Regions from separate parts of the Aphis gossypii genome. Here region 2 is linked to region 1. Evidence: chromatin contacts called from public Hi-C data. All regions are on one chromosome and are shown on one strand. The core of a region is the stretch at or near the end of the contact, and the rest is flanking DNA. Distances in the headings are between cores, read along the strand shown.

Region 1 (6,229 bases), core at 2,373-4,872:
GGAGATTTTCAGGAAGAAAATATTTCTTTATTGCTTCAATGGATTTTATTGCAAATTTAAATTAATCGTGACTTGTGTTGTATGTGCAAATTTCTTTCTGAATATTTTTTCAAATATCAAAATTTGAATTAAACATAGAATATTATCAGTATTTGACATTTGTATGCAATTTGATATATTTTTAGTTTAGTATCTTGTGTTCGAAATTTTATTGAAAAAATCCTTCAATTATTTATTTATATGATATTTTCTATCTTTTCAAATGGCTGTATTACAACGTACCAGTGGTGACATGGACCTAGGCAGGGGTGGAGGTGTTTCTATGGTTAGAGGTTATCCCCCCGTGACCTTTTTTTTTTATACTATATACATCATACCGATTATAGAAAAAATTAACTAGTTTTTTGGGGTGTATATATTCCCTCCCCTTCCAATGAAAATTCCTGTCTACGCCACTGAGTAGCGAATGCTGACTTTAAAGTATGGGTATTGTCATTTATCTTAATGTATTATACTTTTATTTAGTTTATAATTAATTAATAATAAATAATTTGTTTTTATTTATAAATAAATAAAAATTAATAAAATTTTCTAACACGTACGTGTAAATAATTATACTACTATACAAGTCATTGACGAAGCACAACACAATGATCATGTCTTGGGTGGTTAGTATCGCAGTTGCTACTTTGCTAGTGAAGAGTGGAGCGGATCTCGGTCACAGAATAACCGAAATTTCACAGGGATAACAAGCGTTGTATAAAGTTTGCGTTCACGGCTATCGCATGCTCTGTCAATAAATGTTACGATCAAGATTAACAGAAATAAATGGCATTTCTTGTATTTTTACTATTTAATAATTATGTTTCTATTCTTGAGTATACGGCGCGTTCTAAGCTTGACCTGAGAATTCGCCACTGGAACGTCTATAAAATATTACAAAGAAAAACACAGGACACAGACAGATCATATTATATAAGTATAAATTTCAATTACAAATTAAATATTTAGTAAAATATCAGCATACTATTAAGTATTTGTTATTAGTATTTTCATCAAAGTATTCTAAGCTCATACTCATTAGCTATTTAGCTATTATAAGCTTTTAATTCCCGTTTACACAGTGACAATTAACTTAAATAGTTACTCTGTCATAGTGTAAATCATTCAATAGAACAACAGTAGCTATTGTGACTTATTGCAGCGGTTACCAACCTGGGGCACGCGCACCCCTAGGTGTACGTGACATGATCTCAAGGCGTTCGCGAAAAAATTATTTTTCGTTTATTTATATTTTAAATTGATATTTTGGGGTACGTGAAATAGTGGTGAGAGAGGTCAAGATTCAAGGGGTACGTGAATGAAAAAAGGTTGAGAACCGCTGACTTAGTGCATAGCTAACTGCTAACTGTTCTCATTGAATTTCACCATATAAACTCGATTTAATTAAGTACCTAAAGCGGCTAAAGCTAATAAGGTTTACATTCTAATCGCAATCATATATGTATATCCAATAAAAAAGATTTATAGTTGTTAATGTCCTACTGTCATAACAATAAAGAACGGTGACCGGTGAGAACAGGGTAATATGATTTAACTCGACGAAAGAGGCGCAGCTGTATCCCTAAAGCCCGGACATTAAAGAGGGCTAGGGTGTGGCCAAAGTAACCAGATTCTATATATTTCACCTAATTTTTACTTAAAAATAAAATTAATCTGTTGTTGAACGATTGGTTTTTACTGTTTAATGAGGATCAAATAATCAATTACTAATTAGTTACTCTATCTTGTATTTTGTGAGTTGTGACAATATGATAAGATTATTTAAGCACTTGTCTATGACAATGTGAATTGAATCACTATTCAGTATTCACTATGTAATTTTTCCTAATGTATGTAATGATGTACACCCTCCGATTATTCTGCCAGTTACAGTAGCTGAAGCACTAAGCAAAAGTAAAGAATTTTCATCGATCAACCATGGCTTAAGATAAATTTTCAAGCTTGGGTTATAGAGTACACTTGTTATGGAACTTAATCTTACTAACTGTCAAGTCAACTAGATGATAAAACATGGGTAGGTACTTTAAGTTTTAATTTTAGTAAGCAAAAAAGCTAGAATAGCTATTGCCTATTTTGTAAGCAACTATTTTGATCAGGCACGTACACAAAAAAAAATTCTGGGAGGAGGGGTTCATAAAAAGATTTACAATAATCAATATTTATCGATGAATGATGATATAAATAAACTACAGTGTACTACAGTGTTACTACACAACTATTAATTTTCGGGGGGGGGGGGGGTGAACCCCCAATACTCCCCCCCTGTATGTGTGCCTGATTTTGATAATATAATAATTTGTTCTATATTATACTTACGTATTACACTGTATCTGTGTAAGCAATAATATTTTTGTTTGATGATTTTGAATACCTTATTACACATCAGTTTTAAATCTTTTTTTTTCAACACATTTTAATGGACGACGCTAGATATTAGTATTCAGTTTAATAATTTACATTAGAAAGTACCTAGCTCATAATATTTAGTGATTTAAACTATTTTCACAGATATGACAATCGTATGTAGACATAATATAATGTATTATGTGTTGTAGCTTGTAGGTCATCCTAAAAATAATATCTATGTACTAAGTTCTAAATTCTAATTATTTGGTTTAGCTCGTAGGTACTTGAGTACTTCGGATACCTACCTATATCGGTATCTGATTTAGGCCCGGTTTTTCAATCATCCAGTTATTCGACAAATAACTATTCGTCGAATAAACTGAATCAGCGAATTAATTTCCAAATAAAACAAAAATCGTTTACAAGTGTTTTTCAATAAAAATTTATCTTCCGAATACTGATTTAGTCGTTGATACGTAAGTATATTATAACATGTGATATGTCTATGGTAGATACTATAATTCGTTATTACCTACTAAGATTTATAATACGTATTATTTACTTACTTATTATTATCTTTATTTTGTAATTTAACCACAAAATACAAATATAATTTATTTAAATATTCTCTACATAGTGAATTCTTGAATTAACTCGATGTTATTAGATTAATTATTACATATAAGGTATAACCTTGGATTAAATTATAGGGTTAATTCAATACCTATTTAGATTAATTTTTAAAATCAAACTATATAATCTAGATTCTACACTATGGTCTTAGAATTAATTTCTTGATGCCGATTAATAATTTAATATCAATTAAGGCCTATGAAAGAATTGAGTTAATTGACTGATTGGTGAAGGACGGTGGCGTGCTGAGTGCTCATCACCGACATCAGTAGTTACTTCAAAGAAACTGATTCAGACGATTCAGTTCATCACCAAATGTATCCTCTCCGAAACTAAACAGTCAACCAAAAGTATAAAGTGTCAAATGTTATCCTTTATCCATATTCTATTTCACGGTCTTAGAAGATATTTTCTAAGGCCGCGCTCTATTTCAACTATAAACGGGAGTCGACCGTCGACGGCTATTTGACTATTTGAGTAAACTAATCAAAATATTAATATTACAATTATTTATTCGTAGATGGCGTTGAAAGTTGACCTCCGATATTGGTAAACATTTTGTTTTCAAATAATACCATTTATCATAACCACGGTAATTTTAGACTGTTCTTCGGGGTAAAAAGATAAAATGTTGTTTATTCCTCCATGAAAACCCCCATCGACAACACATTCGTGATTTGCAATTTTATAAAACAAGGTAATAACTATTTTAATGTTGATATGAATTAAAAACAGTTTTAAAGATTATTACTCAACACTCTTCTTGGTTCTTTCAGTTCTTCGTTTGTACTACGTAGAGTGAATTTGATTTCAAATTTAAAAACTTATCGTTTAACCAATAATATGTAAGTAATATACTATAGGTAATACCCAATTAATTTACTTGCATCTTAGATTTTTGTTATGTCTCATTTGTTAAATGATAGTATTACCATAAAAATGATATTTTATTAAAAATGTAGATCAAGATGATGGACAATTTGGAGCCATTGACCACCGATGGGGGTCGTATTGTGAAAATGGAAGTGGACTACAGTGCTACATGCGATGAAAAAATTGCTATTGCTGAGAGTTTGGCAGCTAGTGGTAAACTACAAGAAGCATTGGATACATTACTCATGCTTGAAAAACAAACTAGAACTGTAAGCTATTCTTCTCTTTTTATACCATTACAACTACATATCTGATCAGTGATCATGTATTTTTATTACTTATTAGTATTTATACTTTCAATGTACCTATGTACATTGTATCCAATGTACTTATTTTATACCTTTATAATATTAAGTAACTTAGTATGTCACCTATGTCTTATAGACATCTATTTTAAAAGATTGTTATTGGTTTAAATTTATTGAGTTAACATTCATATTTAAAATACTAAAATACGTTGGTAGGTATGTCGAAATATGCAAAAATTGTATTCCTTGAAAATAATTTTAATCTTACCTAGAGCATTCTACAAGCATTACAAAAAAAAAACTTGCAAATGTAAGAATTTCCGAACCCTAGTTATGACCTATGTTTGAAAGCCTCTGATGTTAATATATGTTTTATCATAAAAAGTAAAAACTTGTTTAGATAATAAATTATATAATCATTTAATTACCAACTTTTAATTAAAAATAAATTTTCTAATATATTATATTTTTTAAGGGATGTGATATGGCTTCAACTAGTCGAGTTTTGGTTGCTATTGTAAAATTATGTTTTCAAGCTAAAGAATGGGCATTACTTAATGAACATATTGTTATGTTAACTAAAAGAAGATCACAGTTGAAACTTGCGGTTGCAGCTATGGTCAGAGAATGTTGTACATTCATTGACCAAACACCGGATAAAGAGACAAAATTGAAATTAATTGAATCCCTTAGAAATGTCACCGAAGGAAAGGTAAATAACTCAGTTTTTATTTTAAATTAAAACAATCTGATTGTACAAATTTAAATGTTGTATTTTTTAATTATTTTAGTTTATTAAAACTCTAATATTGTGTGTATTTAATTTAAAAGTACAATTTTTGTTTTCGTTATTTAGATATATGTAGAAGTTGAAAGAGCTCGTCTAACACAGAAATTGGCTCAAATTAAAGAAGATGAAGGTGATGTAACTGGCGCTGCAAATATTATTCAAGAATTGCAGGTGGAGACTTATGGTTCAATGAAAAAACAAGAAAAAGTTGAACTCATTTTAGAACAGATGAGATTATGTTTGGCTAAGAAAGATTATATTCGTACACAGATTATTTCCAAGAAAATAAACACAAAGTTTTTTGATGATGATAAACCTGAAATACAACAGCTTAAATTAAAATATTATAAGTAAGTATTATTAAATTTAAATTTTTAAATATTTATTGTTTATCATTAATTCATTTTGCAGATTAATGATTGAGCTGGGTGAACATGATGGTTTGTACTTAGATATTTGCCGCCACTATAGAGCTATTCAAGTCACTCCTGAGATTAGTGCTGATGAAACAAAATGCAATGCTGCTTTGCAAAATGCAATATTATACCTCATATTAGCTCCATATGATAATCATCAGTCTGATTTAACTCACCGAATTCTTGAAGATGAAACTTTACAAAAAATACCTAAGTACAAGTAGGTATTTTTATACTTAATGTATATATCATATCTATGTCCCTATTGTTTTAATTTTGTTATTATGTCTAATAGATCATTTTTGCAACTATTTACAACCATGGAATTAATTCAATGGAAAGAATTGAGCAAGGATTATGAAAGTGAATTGAAATCTGGGTCTACGGCTACAGATGTATTTTCAGAGGGCACTGAAAAAGGAAAAAAACGTTGGGCCGATCTTAAAAATAGAGTTGCTGAACATGTATGTATTCAAATCCGTGTTTAAGTGTAATATAAATTTTATATTAATATTTATAGTCCCTCTCACTAATTATTGCTTATAGAAAATTATAATTGTTACTTTTATTTATTTTTATGTATAGAATGTACGTGTTATGGCCAAGTATTATTCAAGAATCAGAGTTATTCGAATGGCTCAGTTATTAGATATGACTTTAGAGGTTAGATGAATGATATTCTTCATTATTTTAAATTCAAATCATTTTGCCATACTAAATAACTAAATATTTGTTTTAGGACACCGAACAATTGTTATCTAATATGGTCGTAGATAAATCTGTAAAAGCAAAAATTGATC
Region 2 (6,262 bases), core at 975-3,474, 250 kb after region 1:
GTCCCGTATTAGTTAGAGCTTCAACCTAATACATTAAATGGTTGTAAGTATTTTAAAGCATATAATAGTTTATGACACTGCATTATATTTACTTCACTTAAACTGCCAGCAGATGAACCACACCCTGAACCTCTCAGAATCAGAGACAAATCAACTGTATCTAAATAAATTGCGTGTAATAGGACTCTTGCATATCGCTTTGGAATAACTGATTCATCTAACACTATCCTGAAATATTATTAAAAACAAATAATACATAGTAAGTAAATAATTAATTGTTAATAAATATAAAAAATTGTTGTCAAAACCTTGTAGGAATGTGTAAAGCTCTTTCAGTATGTTCTTCACCAGATTTAGTTCTTCGTTGAATAAGATTTCTAAAAAATGGTGATCTAGCACTTAGAATAGATTTATGGCAAGGCAATTCCAGTTTGGGTTGAAAACCATATTCAGAACCAGTAGATTCTGGCCTTCGATCTGAATACCCTTCCGGAATGAATACAAGTGCAGCATCTGCATAGTCACCGGTTTCCAATAGGTATCTTAAATCATTTTCTAACACATTTGGTGTACCAAGCTCATCACCAAGTCTTCTTAATAACGCTAAGTCTATATCTCCATCTCTTGGAGCTATATCCCCAGTGTATAAAAAACGTAATAATGCTGAAAACATTTCAATATCCACACCAGGTGTTCTCAAATCTAAACAAATACGTGCCCCATAACCAGGACACCCCAAGAGCAATTCACGAAAGTATGGACACCTAGCTGATAGTATTGCTCTATGTACTGGGAAACAAACACCACGAAAAATGAGATCGACGTCTGTACAATACTTATGGTCATATAGAGTAGATAAATCTTGTTTAAATGTAGCAGCTGGAGGTCTTGCAAGTTCAGCTTGGACAGACAAGTCTTTAAGAGCAGCTAATGCTTCATATTCTTCAAGTAAAGCAGTAACTTCAGCTGGTGACCAATCAGATATCAACTCTCTTATGACACGACCATGGTTACACACCTTGGAGTATCGACGACGCTTAATAAGCTTCTTTCGCAAAGTCGCAAAACCAGACATACGCATCTTACGTCTCTCCCTAAAGATTTAAGAACATAAAGAATTAAGGTAAGTACTTAGAACAAATATATTATGAAAAGAAAAAAGTCTACTTACTTTATAATAACTCCTGGATAATTTTGAACGTCTACATTAGGATATTCATTGGAAGAAACCCCGGCACCCATTCTGTCGTCTGGCCAAATCCTTTTCGTCATCCCATCATATGACCAGACACAAGGTAACAATGGGAAACATAAGTTCATCACATAGTTATTTTCTCTAAAATATAAAAGTTAATTTAATGAGGAAAAACAACTAGATAAAATAAGAAAATATTAAATGCAAAAAGCTTTTGTAGTCTTTATTTGCTACATTATATTATATTCTACACAATCAATGAAATGTTTAATAAAAATAAATTAAAAAGTTAATATTAAGTTAATAAAATAACATATTCTAAATTTTATAAGAATTTATAAAAACAGAATTAATTTATATATTGCTGTTCAAAACAATGGACTAGGTAGGTAATGATTAAAATGTATGACTATAATTTACTCAATTGTCTTAATTAACTGTATTATCAGTGTTAAATTTCAAATAAAATCGTAGTTGAAATATAAATCGTACATAAATGATAAATTAAGTTTACTAATTCAAATTCAAATTGGGTCAAGTCAATAAGTTATTGTATACTAGAAATCAGTAGCAACAACAACAAAAGGAAATCAAATGATTTTCATAAGGTGTATTATTTTGAATCAAAACATTGAATTAATTGCGAAAAATATACGAAACAAATATGTAGTCAAAAAGTATTTCTTGAGAAGCTTGTTTTAGGGTGTCCGAGAAAAAATTAGCCACTTACCTTAAATAACCCTTTCATGACCTGCATTCGTGGAATCATCGAAATGAATTGACTGGTACGAATACTTCGTAATGACAAATCCTCGAAAAAGGTAACTTTAAAAATGAAGATTTTAAACCGAAACAAAATTTGTATTTTGTAATAGAAATATTTGAGATCTAAATACAAATTTTGCTTAGCTGAGAATATTTTGTTCTATTGATAAAAAAAAAAACATCAACACGCCTACAAAAATGGTTAGAACGTCTTTGGAAATTAATTTCCTAGTGAGAACACAAAATAATTATAACTATATACCTACCTGCGAAAATAAAAACATGTTGATTATTCAAAAGAAAAAATGACTTCACAGTTTTGAATTAATTATTAGTGTTGACAGTGTTTTGATGTAAGATTCGGTTATATTTTTATTTAATTTGCCAGTAACAATTAATTGTTGTTTTAATTAAATCACAGAATCATAATTCGTAATAGCTTTGGAAATTTCAGTCAGACCAAACATATTGATAACAAAACATGTGATCGAAGATCGAACAAAAAAACGCCGATAAATAAAATAAATATTATCTATTATGTATTTTTGTATTTGTGGTCTGTTGTTCCAGTAAAATTTGTGGTTACAAGTGACAAGTGACAACTCACAATATATAGTATATACATAGTACATACTATTCTGTCCAATACGTAATAGTGCCAAACTGCGCTTAATTCATTGAATATACATTTCATCCAATCAAATCCCAACAGTAATAACTTGTAAGTAAGTATTTTAACAGATATTATTACATTGTAGACGTCGACTAACTTAATTATTGTTGTACCCACTTACTTATATTATGGCGGAGTTTTTAGTATTAAATTTTTTAAAAAAAAATAACTATTTTTTAGGTCACTGCTGTATAGGTGATTTGTTGTTTAAATTATTTTCAGTGATCATATAGTATAACTTAGATATTCATACTTGTAGCTGTATTGTAATTTTACAATAATAATACAGTTATTAAGTATCACTTACCTATTACTAATTTATTTTTCATATTACTAATAAGTTATAAGTAATAAACCATAAAGTGTTATTAATTTATTTTATTTTATATACATCGGTAAAATTTTTTATATAATATAATAAATAGAACAATGTTCAAGAACGTATTTTCCCAATTTTTTGCTCATCTGTAACCCCTTTCACATTCAATAAACTATCCGTCTAGTCTACCTACAGTATAATAAATCCATACACCTGCATATAAGTCCACCACAATATTTTCTTTATAAATTAAAATGACATTTATACATTTATAAACATTTGTTGTCTTAAAATAATGTTGTCCGACAATGAGAAAGATATACAACTTTTGATACACGCTTTTTTTATTCTAAATAAATTATATTTATGGATGTCCTCTTATAAATAAAATAGCTTTGCTAATAAATTAATACATTAATGTATTTTCTTTGTTTATCTATAGTACTTATTTATAATATATTGTAGATAAACATTAAACTATATAATTATTAAAAACTTAATCTCAACTACTAACTATTAGTTTATCATTTAAAATGTCAACTACCTACTCATTATAATCTCGTGAAATAAAAATCTAATTAATTTAGTTCTTAAATTATATTAATTATTTTTATAAATATATAAAATACTTTTGAATTTTAAAATGTACACACATACATTTATTTGTTTGAATAAAATTACCCAAATTACTATTTTTACAATACAATTACAATACAGTTGCTAAAAGTGTGTCTAGTATCCTTAAAAATATTAAGTAGGTATTACTTACCTGTTGAAGTTTGAAGATTACAAATCATGAATATAAATTCTAATAATTAATTTGCAGTTCTAAGTAAACTCATATCAATATGTTTGAAAATACCTAATTAAATATTAAATAGTTTCTACAGTTAGTTTATTATAATTTATAATCATATAATATTTTTTTAAATAACTATTGTTTACTTTTCAGCTTTTACAATGTTAACTCCAAATTTTGAATTGGATCAAACAGATGATTATTTAATCTTAAAGATCAAAGCTCGATTTGCTAATGTCAAAAATACAGAAATTGATGTTGATGGCAATCAAATCACATTTTGTTCCTATCCATATTATTTACGCCTTCATCTACCCGGTGAACTGAAAGAAACTAGTGCTTCATCTGGATTTTATGACTGGGATTTATCTATTTTTACTTTTAATATAAATAAAGTAAATCCAGGAGAGAAGTTCGCAGATTTAAACCTCATAAACAAATTTCTAGAACAACCAAAAACTTACCAATCTTTCAAGCCCAAGCCATCTATTGAAGTTCTTAAGAAAAATGATGATGACAATAACGATGTTGATGACGAAGACAATATAAATTGTTATTTTTTACAAGTACCTTTATCAGACCAGAATAATGTTCGTGTAAAATATGGATTTGGTAATCAAACTCAAGGTGCATTTAATCATTTTAAAGGTGAATTTTTTGGAATTATTGAGATTAGTGGTATAGACGATATGGATTTTAATCAAAGGAAAACAACACAATATGCGACAGAATATTTAGAATTTAGTGATGATCATTACTTGGCAGATTTGATGACTGAACCAGAAGAACTCCAAAATATATTAGACTTTAAACCATTTTGGTATAACACAACATGTACCTTAAATGATTCTCAAAAAGATATTTTAAAATCATTTGGTAATAAAGAATACTTATTGAGCAAGGATGATAAAAAGTCAGCCTTACTCTCATTGGTAGATATCATATATGCATATTGTTATTGTATTCGAACTAATTTGGGTGAAGAAAATTGTGAATCAGCTTGGGTAATCAACAAACTCTCATCTACACTTTCATGGTTTCGTATTTTTGAAACGTTTGATGAAACCATTAAAGCGTGCATCAGACGAAGTTTGTGTTATCCTCTTTACAGACATTGGAAATTAAGCATTTTAGTGCTTTCTGATGTACGTAAAGTATTCGGTAATGGATGTGTTTGTTTACTCACGTGTTTGTTGGATATTCATGAGTTGTTTAACAAGAGTGACCCCAGATATGTATTGAACCAACTATATATTAAAGACTATTGTATTTGGATTCAACAATTGAAAAGTACACAGTTTGATACCATTGTCAAACTCTTATTTAATCATTTAATTGTCAAAAAGCAAGTGGGATTTAACTTAGAAGCATTGGAAGTGGCTGCAAAGACTGTAGGTGAAGACTTAGCCATTTTAGAACGTGCACAAAACAGTAATAACATTGTATCTAAATTGCAAAATTTACAAATTTCCGATAATAGTTTAGATTCTGATGACGATGAAGAAGAATCTGCAGAATAATACTTTATTTTTATCATTTTGTTGAGCCAATTATTAATATTAATGTCTATAAATAATGATTATATTATTATTAATATCATTTATTTTATATTTGCAAAAATTACAAATGTCAAGCTTAGAGAATAGTTTAGATTTTGATGACGACATAGAAGAATCTACATAATAATACTTAATTTTTATCATTTTGAATTTCGTATTAATATTAATGTCTAAAAATAATAATTATATAATTAATTTTATATTTGCGAAAATTACAAATGTCAAGCTTAGAGAATAGTATAGATTCTGATGACGACTAAGAAGAATCTGCAGAATAATGCTTTATTTTTATCATTTTGAATTACGTATTAATATTAATGTCTAAAAATAAGAATTATATAATTTATTTTATATTTGCAAAAACTACAAATGTCAAGCTTAGTGAATAGTTTAGATTCTGATGGCGACAAAGAAGAATCTGCAGAATAATATTTAATGTTTATCATTTTGAGTCACGTATGAATATTATTGTCTATAAATTACAATTAAAACAGAATTAATTTTATACATGCATAATAACAAGTATCATGCTCGGGAATAGTTAAAGTCTGATGACGACAAAGAAGAATTTTCTAAATAATATATATATTTTTTTTTTATCATTTTGTCTCGAGTTAATATTAATGTCTATAAATAATAATTATGTAATTATTAATTAATTATTTTATTTATTTTACATTTTCAAAAATTATAAATTTCAACCTTGGACTTCTTGAAGAGTATCTTAGATTCTTATGACAACAATGAAGAATCTTCAGATTTCAGAATAACATTTTTCTATCATTTGTATCGCTTATTAATATTAATGTCTATACACAAAAATTATTTCATTTATTTTATATTTAATAAATATACTTAAGAGTAAACTACATTTTTATACGAATAAAATAACCCTAATTTCAATCCAAAGGTACTAATTATATTATATTACAATATTCAAAAAATGAATATT

The links. A called contact is a pair of places that touch in the nucleus more often than the background predicts.
Region 2: a contact with region 1 is called in a Hi-C map of whole body, with 3 times the contacts expected there. The contact joins the promoter of LOC114130760 here to the promoter of LOC114130771 in region 1. A contact is called at or near these places in 2 of 2 Hi-C or Micro-C datasets (both in whole body).

Annotation. Positions count from the first base shown.
Region 1 is chr2:27,857,348-27,863,576 of ASM2018417v2, forward strand. It overlaps LOC114130771 (26S proteasome non-ATPase regulatory subunit 12), which reads left to right and starts at 3,623. Exons shown (of 9, transcript XM_027995822.2): 1 at 3,623-3,739; 2 at 3,819-3,887; 3 at 4,005-4,184; 4 at 4,699-4,935; 5 at 5,080-5,363; 6 at 5,425-5,649; 7 at 5,725-5,893; 8 at 6,015-6,092; 9 at 6,169-6,229. The coding sequence starts at 4,011.
Region 2 is chr2:28,106,823-28,113,084 of ASM2018417v2, forward strand. It overlaps LOC114130760 (BTB/POZ domain-containing protein 7), which reads right to left and starts at 2,225. Exons shown (of 11, transcript XM_027995807.2): 1 at 1,926-2,225; 2 at 1,172-1,336; 3 at 309-1,094; 4 at 93-228; 5 at 1-25. The coding sequence starts at 1,320. LOC114130761 (protein SHQ1 homolog) reads left to right here and starts at 2,398. Exons shown (of 2, transcript XM_027995811.2): 1 at 2,398-2,681; 2 at 3,905-6,176. The coding sequence starts at 3,913. The coding sequence ends at 5,271.